Linked DNA regions of Mus musculus: region 1 is linked to region 2. Evidence: chromatin contacts called from public Hi-C data. All regions are on one chromosome and are shown on one strand. Each heading gives the region's core, a stretch centred on a gene start, on an enhancer-like site or on the middle of the called end of the contact. The rest is flanking DNA. Distances are from core to core; before and after follow the strand shown.

The links. A called contact is a pair of places that touch in the nucleus more often than the background predicts.
Region 1: a contact with region 2 is called in a Hi-C map of cerebral cortex, with 2.5 times the contacts expected there. The contact joins two enhancer-like sites. A contact is called at or near these places in 4 of 39 promoter capture datasets (cranial neural crest, liver, second pharyngeal arch cranial neural crest and 1 more), 5 of 484 Hi-C or Micro-C datasets (the 63-12 cell line, the C10 cell line, cerebral cortex and 2 more) and 1 of 115 datasets of contacts at active chromatin or transcription factors (embryonic stem cells).

The regions. Positions count from the first base shown.
Region 1 is chr4:53,552,851-53,557,077 of GRCm38.p6, reverse strand. Slc44a1 (solute carrier family 44, member 1) reads right to left here. Exons shown (of 16, transcript NM_001374697.1): 13 at 3,455-3,592. Among named protein-coding and RNA genes, the nearest start is that of Fsd1l, 77 kb to the left of the region's middle. Within about 2 kb of position 2,872, at least 12 of the 459 cell types and tissues checked have an H3K27ac peak or open chromatin away from gene starts, as enhancers often do. A contact at or near this core is called in cerebral cortex, where this site is marked.
Region 2 is chr4:53,476,756-53,480,739 of GRCm38.p6, reverse strand. The region is part of intron 1 of Slc44a1 (solute carrier family 44, member 1); the gene reads right to left. Among named protein-coding and RNA genes, the nearest start is that of Slc44a1, 38 kb to the right of the region's middle. Within about 2 kb of position 2,634, at least 28 of the 459 cell types and tissues checked have an H3K27ac peak or open chromatin away from gene starts, as enhancers often do. A contact at or near this core is called in cerebral cortex, where this site is marked.

The sequences.
Region 1 (4,227 bases), core at 1,623-4,122, 76 kb before region 2:
TAAAGGTAACTTTCACAAATGCTATTATTAAACATTTTATTCTAATTTTATGAGTATGGCTGTTTGCTGACATGTATGTATGTATGTATGTATTTATGTGTACTGCATGTATGCCTGGGCCCGTGGGAGCCAGAAGAAGGCTTCTCCCTTGAATTGGAGTTACAGATGTTGTGAACCACTGCTGGGTGCTGGGACATGCACTCCTCTCCAAGAGCAGCAAATGCTCTTAGCCCCTAAGCTACTCTCCAGCCTCCATTTATGTTGTTCCTAAAATATTAATTTAGGAAATCACATTAAGAACACTAATCAATTCCAGTTCTAGGCTTCTAAGACTGAACTAAGCTAGCAATATTTCATATGGGCATACTTGTGCAAAAAGTTTCATCATAATATAACATATTAGTAAAAACTTGAGAATAGTTCAAGTGTTTAAAAACACACACACCAGAGGATTGGTCAAGTGTACACGTGTATAAGCATGTTTAGAAAATGTTTACTGAAACTGGAAGTGCTTATAGTATCAAATGAAAAGAAAGGCTACAGATGTCCCCTCTCCCACACAGAGGACACCCAGGACAGTCTGTAGTACTCTGAAAGTAAACAGTCCATATTTGTGGAGTGAACAGAAAGATATGATAAGTCTAAAGAAAAGCTTTCAGTCAGATTACATTATTTTTACATTAGCATGTTAAAAACAAAACCCACAAGCCAATTTAAAAGCCACATTTTTGATGTTATACATTGTTCCTTATAGAGGGACATACTGAATAGAGGGAACACTGTCTAGCTAGGGAACTCATTAAGAGATGTGTAGGGTTATCCACTGTTAACATCTGAGATACTAGCTTTCATTCTTATAATGCACATTTTAGTTCAATTCTTAGTTCTCAAGCCGGGCATGGTGGTACACACCTTAATCCCACCACTTGGGAGACAGAGGCAGTTGGATCTCTCTGAGTTTGAGGCCAGCCCTACAAAGTGAGTTCTAGGACAGCCAGGGCAGTAAGTTATACAAAGAAACTTTGTCTCGGGGGAAGGAGATGAAGAAGACGTATTAGTCCCTGTTTGGGAGTACTGGAGATCATGCCTAGGGCCTCGTGCATGCTCAGGACATGTCTGTCTCCAGTATTTTTACTCGGCCTTTTCACTGTCTGAATTATATACATTTCTTTGTCATATTCTAAACTCACAAGAGAACAGGGTTTACCAGGCCGGCTTTTAAATCCAGCCATTTCTCTAGTTCTCGGCATTACACTGTTTACAAAAGGTCCCTATTACAAATAAAGCTACATTCAGTTGTATTCAGAACTGTTTTCAGGGGTAGTTCTGACATTAACACGATTATTAAATAAAAAGGCTTTTCTGTAAAAGTCCAAGGACAAATTTAATGTTAGTTGAGATAACTATTATGGTTAGATCGGACAGGCATGGATATCAACTCCAGCCTTGCCACATTCCAGTTCTCAAAATGTGTCTAGTAGATTACCTCTCTACACTTTAGTTTCCTCTGCTATGGAATATAAAACACTAATAGGTCACCTGCCAGAGGATGTGACACCTCTCTCTCTCTCTCTCTCTCTCTCTCTCTCTCTCACACACACACACACACACACACACGTGTGCTCGAGTGAACACACACATGCTTGCTCTCTCTCTCTCTCTCTCTCTCTCTCTCTCTCTGTGCTCATTCTATTTTAGCTCTAGGGAAGAGTTATGAAGTTGTAAACAGTATAAACAAAACAGAGTCTCCAGCCCTTTCTGAGTCAGCATGTATCATCCACACACTCAGTACCACCAGCCAACCCTGCTCTTGACTCTTAGACACTGACGCCTTCACCTTCACTATAGAAATGTCCTCTCCTATAAAAACATAACACAAGCAAATCTGTTATAATGTAAACTTATTTACAGATATTCAAAGTAACTACCCTTAATTGTTTTCAGATGACAGTTCCCTAGGAAGTTACACACTTCAAAACACACAAAGCTGTGCTTCCACTAGACAAAACAAGTTTCTGTTCTTTTCAAAGACATTTTACAGGCACAGTTGCTGCCCCACCCCAGTGTATAATAACTGTGTCTAATGGGGTACGGACCCTACTGTTTGTGAGTAATTGTGAAGATCATCAACGCAACACAGAGAAGGTGTATAAGAGCGTGTACAGAAAGAGTGCGATCACCAAGTATGTATGCCGTCCCCCACAGAGGCACGCAGCTGAGACTTCACTGGAGGCACACAGGCCTGAGGAGTGGCATTCCAATGGTGCTGCAACATGTTTAATTCTTTCATTTTTCAAACTGCCTAAATAGCCTCTGGTTTTAAATGCAGGAGCAATGAATCTAAGTATAATGCTATTTATAATTCAGAAGGTTTTGATAGCATGGAATAAACTCTTTTCTCAGCTCTAAGGAAAGTAGGTCTTGTTCCCTAACAGCTCTATTTTAAAAGGATTTTTATATAATAACATCTAACATTCTACCATAACTGCTAACATTCACCAAAAAAAAAAAAAAAAAAAAAAATCAACAATGTGTCAAGCACCGTCCTAGATACCCTGGGTGATTAACCAGTCTAAGACTTACAACACTAAAAATGTGTCCCCATTATTATCCCAAGTGTACAAATAGCCACACAATCAGCAGCATGAATTTAACCAGAACCTTAGACCCCAGCCTCCAGGATCAATACCATCCCTGCCCAGTTACTTTCCTGCTGCTAACACCAGAAGCAACATGGACAGGAAAGGGTTCGTCTCATCTTACACTTCCATGTAATATAACATGCCATCTCTGAAAGTCCGGGTAGGAGCTCCAGGCAGAGCCTGGAAGCAGGCACTGAAGGTGTGGAGAGTGCTGCTTGCTGGCTTGCCCCTCATGCTTTGTTAGTCTGCTTTCTTACACAACACAGGACACCTGCCCAGGGGCTGGGCCCTCCCACATCCATCACTATCAGGAAAATGCCTCCGCAGACTTGCCTAGAGTCCAGAATTACAGAGGCATTTTCTCAATGAAGACTCCCTCTTCACAGACGTGTCGAGGTTTGTGCCAAGTTGACAGGAACCAGGTGTTCAGACAACCCTCATCATTGCATAGACTGTTTCCATAATTCTTTTTTTCTTTGTATGTGTGGTTCTAGGGATTGAAATCATGTTTCTGCACATGCTAGCAAGTGTTTTAGTGAGCTATATCACTCCTGATCTCTTCTTTAAAAACAAAAAACCTGCATGCCTGTTAACTCAGAATAACAGTGCTTAACTCAAAAAAAATTATTAAAGATTAAATGAATATAATACCTGTAAAGTAAATTAAGAAGTAGTTAATGCCTATTAAGGTATCATGAATGTTTGCTACATAGTAAATGGCTTCTAGTTTTGTGCTAGGTTACATTGTGTTTTTTAAATTAAAGAACAAAATTTTGTACCTTTATTCAGCGTGACAGTACAGGTGGCCTTACCTTGCCTAGGAACAGCATGAAGTCCCCCACTGTGTTGATGGCAGCCACTCGCAGAGCGTTCTCCACTAGAATGACGAAGGCATCCTTTGCTGAGGTGCAGAAGTTGGTGCTATTGATAGCTGTGGCTGTGTATGCATTCTAGAAAAGAAGGGGGGGGCACCAATCACCAGAAATGTAATTTTGAAAGGCACTAACCATGTATGTTTACAACACATCTTGTGAAAAGTCTTCAATAAAGCCCATGGCTTTCACGTGGTGTAAAGTAAGCCTGGAAACGGAACATACGAGCCAGAACCGGGTGGACGGGAGGGAGGAAATTGCTGTGGTAAACGGGTCACTTTCCAGTCCTCTTAACGGGGCCTCATGGAGACAAAACACGAATGTTTTGACATCCATGAACTTCCTCTCTGCCTTCCAAAAGTTACGCAGAATTTAAACTTTCCTGGATGTCTGAAATGTGTGAATCAATGGACCCAGGCTACACTGCTAACCATTGCTTTCTTGGTACAAAATGCTGAGCGTTCCAAAGCCGAGGAAAAAGCTGCACCTGAGAAACGACAGGCCAGAGTCATGGGGTCTGTAGGAAGCCAGAAGACTCCAGCAATCCAGCACAACTCCGATAGAGATCCTCATCATAAAAATGGCCATAATTTACTACCTGGATATGTTTATTTCAAAAGCCAAGATACAGTATTTAAAAAAAAAAAAACGAGAGCACTGCTTTTCTGATAATATTCATTCATTCATTCATTCATTCATTCATTCATTCATCC
Region 2 (3,984 bases), core at 1,385-3,884:
GGGAAGGGAAGCCCATCAAATGCTTCTTATGAAGTAGATTTGTCTAAGTTAAATGCAATTCAAGAAGGAAATACTCATTTTTTTTTTCTAGATAGACATGAGCAACTGCTAAGCCACTATCCTTGGATTTTCACAGTATCCTAGAAAATGCAAATGTTTCTAGTTCAAATGCAGAGGTTCCTACCTACAGAAGTACAGACATTCTGACCGTACATTTGCAAAGTACTGACTGGAATTCCAATTCAACTTTTTTTCTTAGTGCATCAGTCAGCCCTCACATCCTTTTCAAATCAAACGGCCATGAAATTACCCTCCTGAACACTCTAAGGAGCAAACATCCCTAAATCTCACACCCTGTCCTGAGAATGGAGCAGGGGAGGGAAGAAGGCCTCACACAGGAACTGTAGGCAACCATGGAAAGCTGGGGGCAGGAGAGATGGTCTGCCCCAGGAGAGAGCACACCAATTGACTGTGCAGGGCCAAATGGTCAACCCTGAAAACCTAGATGCAAGTGACGGTATGTGAACTAAGTAGGGTATATTTAGAAATATTTGGATATTCATCATATATGCATGCAATAACAACTACTGGAAAAGAGGCCTTGAAATTGAAGGATGTCAGGGATGGGTGTACGGGAGGGTTCGTAGAGACAAAAGGGAAAAGGGGAAAGGTTGTAATCTCAAAAAAAAAAGAAAAGTCAGGGGAAACCTCCCTGCAAGAAGTAGATTGAAGCCTTTATTGGTTCCATACGAGCAATTCAGGAAGAGCTGTCAGTGGGAAGGGCCCGAGCAGAAGGCAATGGAGACAGGGGTGACATCCTGTGGTATGACAGTACTTAGTTATAATCAGGCTTAGTTCTCCTTCTAAACAACCGTGTTAAACTACATATCCTTTGATGAAAGCTCCAGATTCTTGTCTTAAAATATACACATGTATTTATATGATTTTCTTAGGAATCCAAAGTTCAAGGTTAGGAAGCTCCCATTAAAATAGCTGCCTACAAGGACCTGAGTTCAATTCCCAGCACCCATGTGGTTGCTCACAACTATCGTAATTCCAGTTCCAAAGGAGTCAACACCTTCTGACTTCCATGGGCACATGGTACACGTGTATACATGCAGCTATGCCTATACATAAAATAAATAAATCTTTTTAAAAATAGCCACCTCTGAGATGGAAAGAAAGATCGTTTGGTGAAGGATCTGAGTTGATTGTCTGCACATGGGTAAAAACATCAGGTATGCAGGGATGCACCTGCAATCCTAGTTGGGGACAGACCAAGGCAAGAGGATCTGTGGCACTTGTCAGCAGCAAGTCGTGTTGGATTAGGGAGTTTCAGATTCAGTATGTGACTGTGTCTCCAAAAATAAGATGGAGGGCCCCATGGACAAAGGTTCCTACCACAACATGTGCTGAACTCAAGTCAACCCCCAGGATCCACAGGAGAGGAGAGAACTGACTCCCTCAACTCAAGTTCTTCTCTGACCGCTACATGCATACTATATGTAGGGCATGCACATAGAAGAAAGAATGATGTGTGTGTGTGCACGCGTGTACGTGTGTGTGTGTGTGTGTGTGTGTGTGTGTGTGCTGTCAAGAGTGACTGAGGAAGGCATCAGATGTTAATCTCTGACCTTCACATGCACACAAACACCACACACATTATATGTCATACACAACTAAATAACTGCCTAGCAACAATGAAGGCAGAGAACTTGAGCTACAACCATTTCTTTCTGACTCCTAAAGCACTAAAGACAAACGTCTCCTTATGCCTTACACTGTTCAACTGTTACAACAAAAATACTGTTAGCGTGTTCCCAGACACCCACACAAGAAAACAAAAGAACACTAACTAGTCATGGAAAAAACCCTCACCGAGGACACTAACTAGGGGTGGGACCCAGGAATGAGTAGGCAGTTTCCTCCAGAGGAGAGCAGCACTGTGGCATTAACAGATGGGGACTCCTCTCCCCGACTCTGCTATTAACTAGCTGACTTCAGATAAATTGCTTCATCTCCTTGAATGGCAGGGAAAGAGAGAGACTGGATCTCTTACATTATTTCCAACTCTACAAATCTAAGATCAGGATTGTACTTTGGTACAAACTTTTGGGATGGAAAGAAAAGCAACTACAAAGTAACACCATTATTCTTAAGTTGTCCCAATGCCTGAATTGTGGTCTGTACTTGGGAAGACAGCTGCTCACTGTGTGAAAAAAGAATGATTCTTTGTATTAAATAATTTCAGTCTTGAATAGTGCCCATTGCAGGAAAATTACTCACAGACACAGTATCTGGAGACCTCCAAAATTCATTATATTTACTCCACAGTAACTTACAAAGCGTAATTTCCAGCTCTACTGGAAAACACTATTGTTTGTTTGTCTTAAACCCAATGCATAGGAGGGTCAGAGCCCCCGACTGATGGAGTTTCTTCATCTGCAACCATTTTCAGCTCAACATTCAGTTTGTTGCTGCTTAAGTTTCCATCTACAGCATAAAGCCAGAGGATCTTCAGTATGACAAGACAAATACAAAGACTCAACTCTGCAACAGATAGAGCTGTTGTGAGCCACTGCTGTGCCAAATACACAACAAAGCTCTACTGAATGTAAGGAGGGAGGATGAGAGTTACAAAGAAAAAATGGTGACAGAATCCAGGGAGACTGGAAACATAGAAGGGCAGCTGGGCCACACATTATAACAAAGGAGACAGTCCAGAAGAGTAGAGCAGGCTTCATGACAGTATGGGTCACTCAAAAGCACTGGATTCTTGGTTATTTTTTATTACACATCAATATTCACTTTTTAGTTTAACCACCCTCCTAATTGTTAAACAATGTTAAAAATTTGTTTACAATGTGACCTTTTTTCATAAAAGGTGTAAGAATACTAAACTCTCTTTCCCTTTTAGTTATATTGAACTATTGGTCTAATGGCAGGATATTTTATTCTGGCTGCCATTTATAATGCTACCAACGACTGGTTTCTTATTAAGCAGGAATTCCTATACCTAAAGCTTTATACACACTTGGTCTTGCTGATGCAGGTACCATCCTTGCTTCAAAGATGAACAAACTTGGGCTCCAAAATTAAATAAGCAGCTCAAGGTTGCTTGTTCAGAGTTGTGCAGCCAGGATTTCAATTCCAAGTCCATGACTCCAAAGTCAACTCCAGTAAGACTGCTAAATCCTCCTATTAGCAGTCAGTAAGTGGCATTAGCAATTCTTCACATTGCAAATACTCGGAAACCAGGATGATAACGTTAACATCCTGTAGGTGTGGGAAAACTGAGTGAGGCATATTATGAGCTATGAAATTTCTCAAGCGAGCCAAGAAGCCCAACAGTTGAAAATTTTTAATGATTTTTTTAACAGATGTAACCAAGTGACAACTGGATTTAATGCTATCTGTTTCTTCCAATTAACATCTCATACAGACCCAGAAAATGGGCTGCAGGTGCACTTTAAAACGTGAGTTTTATTCTTCCGTCAGATTCTACAGGAGATTGATATAGACTGCCGATAAACGTTCGGTCTTTCTCCTCTCACAAAATCTTACCACTTAGGAACTAAACAGAACCAAGTAACCATGCGGAGTTGCCCTTTAATGAGTGTCTGAGAGCAGGAGGGAGAGAGGAAAGGTCTCAGCAAAGACTCCTACTGTACTCACGACCTCTTTCAATCCTCAAAACATCCCCATCAGTATTGTACAATCTCCACTCTTTGATTATTTAGGAAAGGAAATGAAGACTAAGGGAACACTTCCCTGAAACCTAAGTTCTCAAACTCTAGCACGGAGAGAACAATGCGAAGAAATTCTCCAGGACATACTGGACGTTTAAAAAACAATTTAAAACAAGCACAGCCGGGCTTGTCTGTAAATAAATATGGCCAAGTTCGTGATGAGTAACGTCAAGGTACCCAACACAAACAGAAAAGAATTCCAACTCAGAAACCAGAAGCACACAATTCAAAGGGT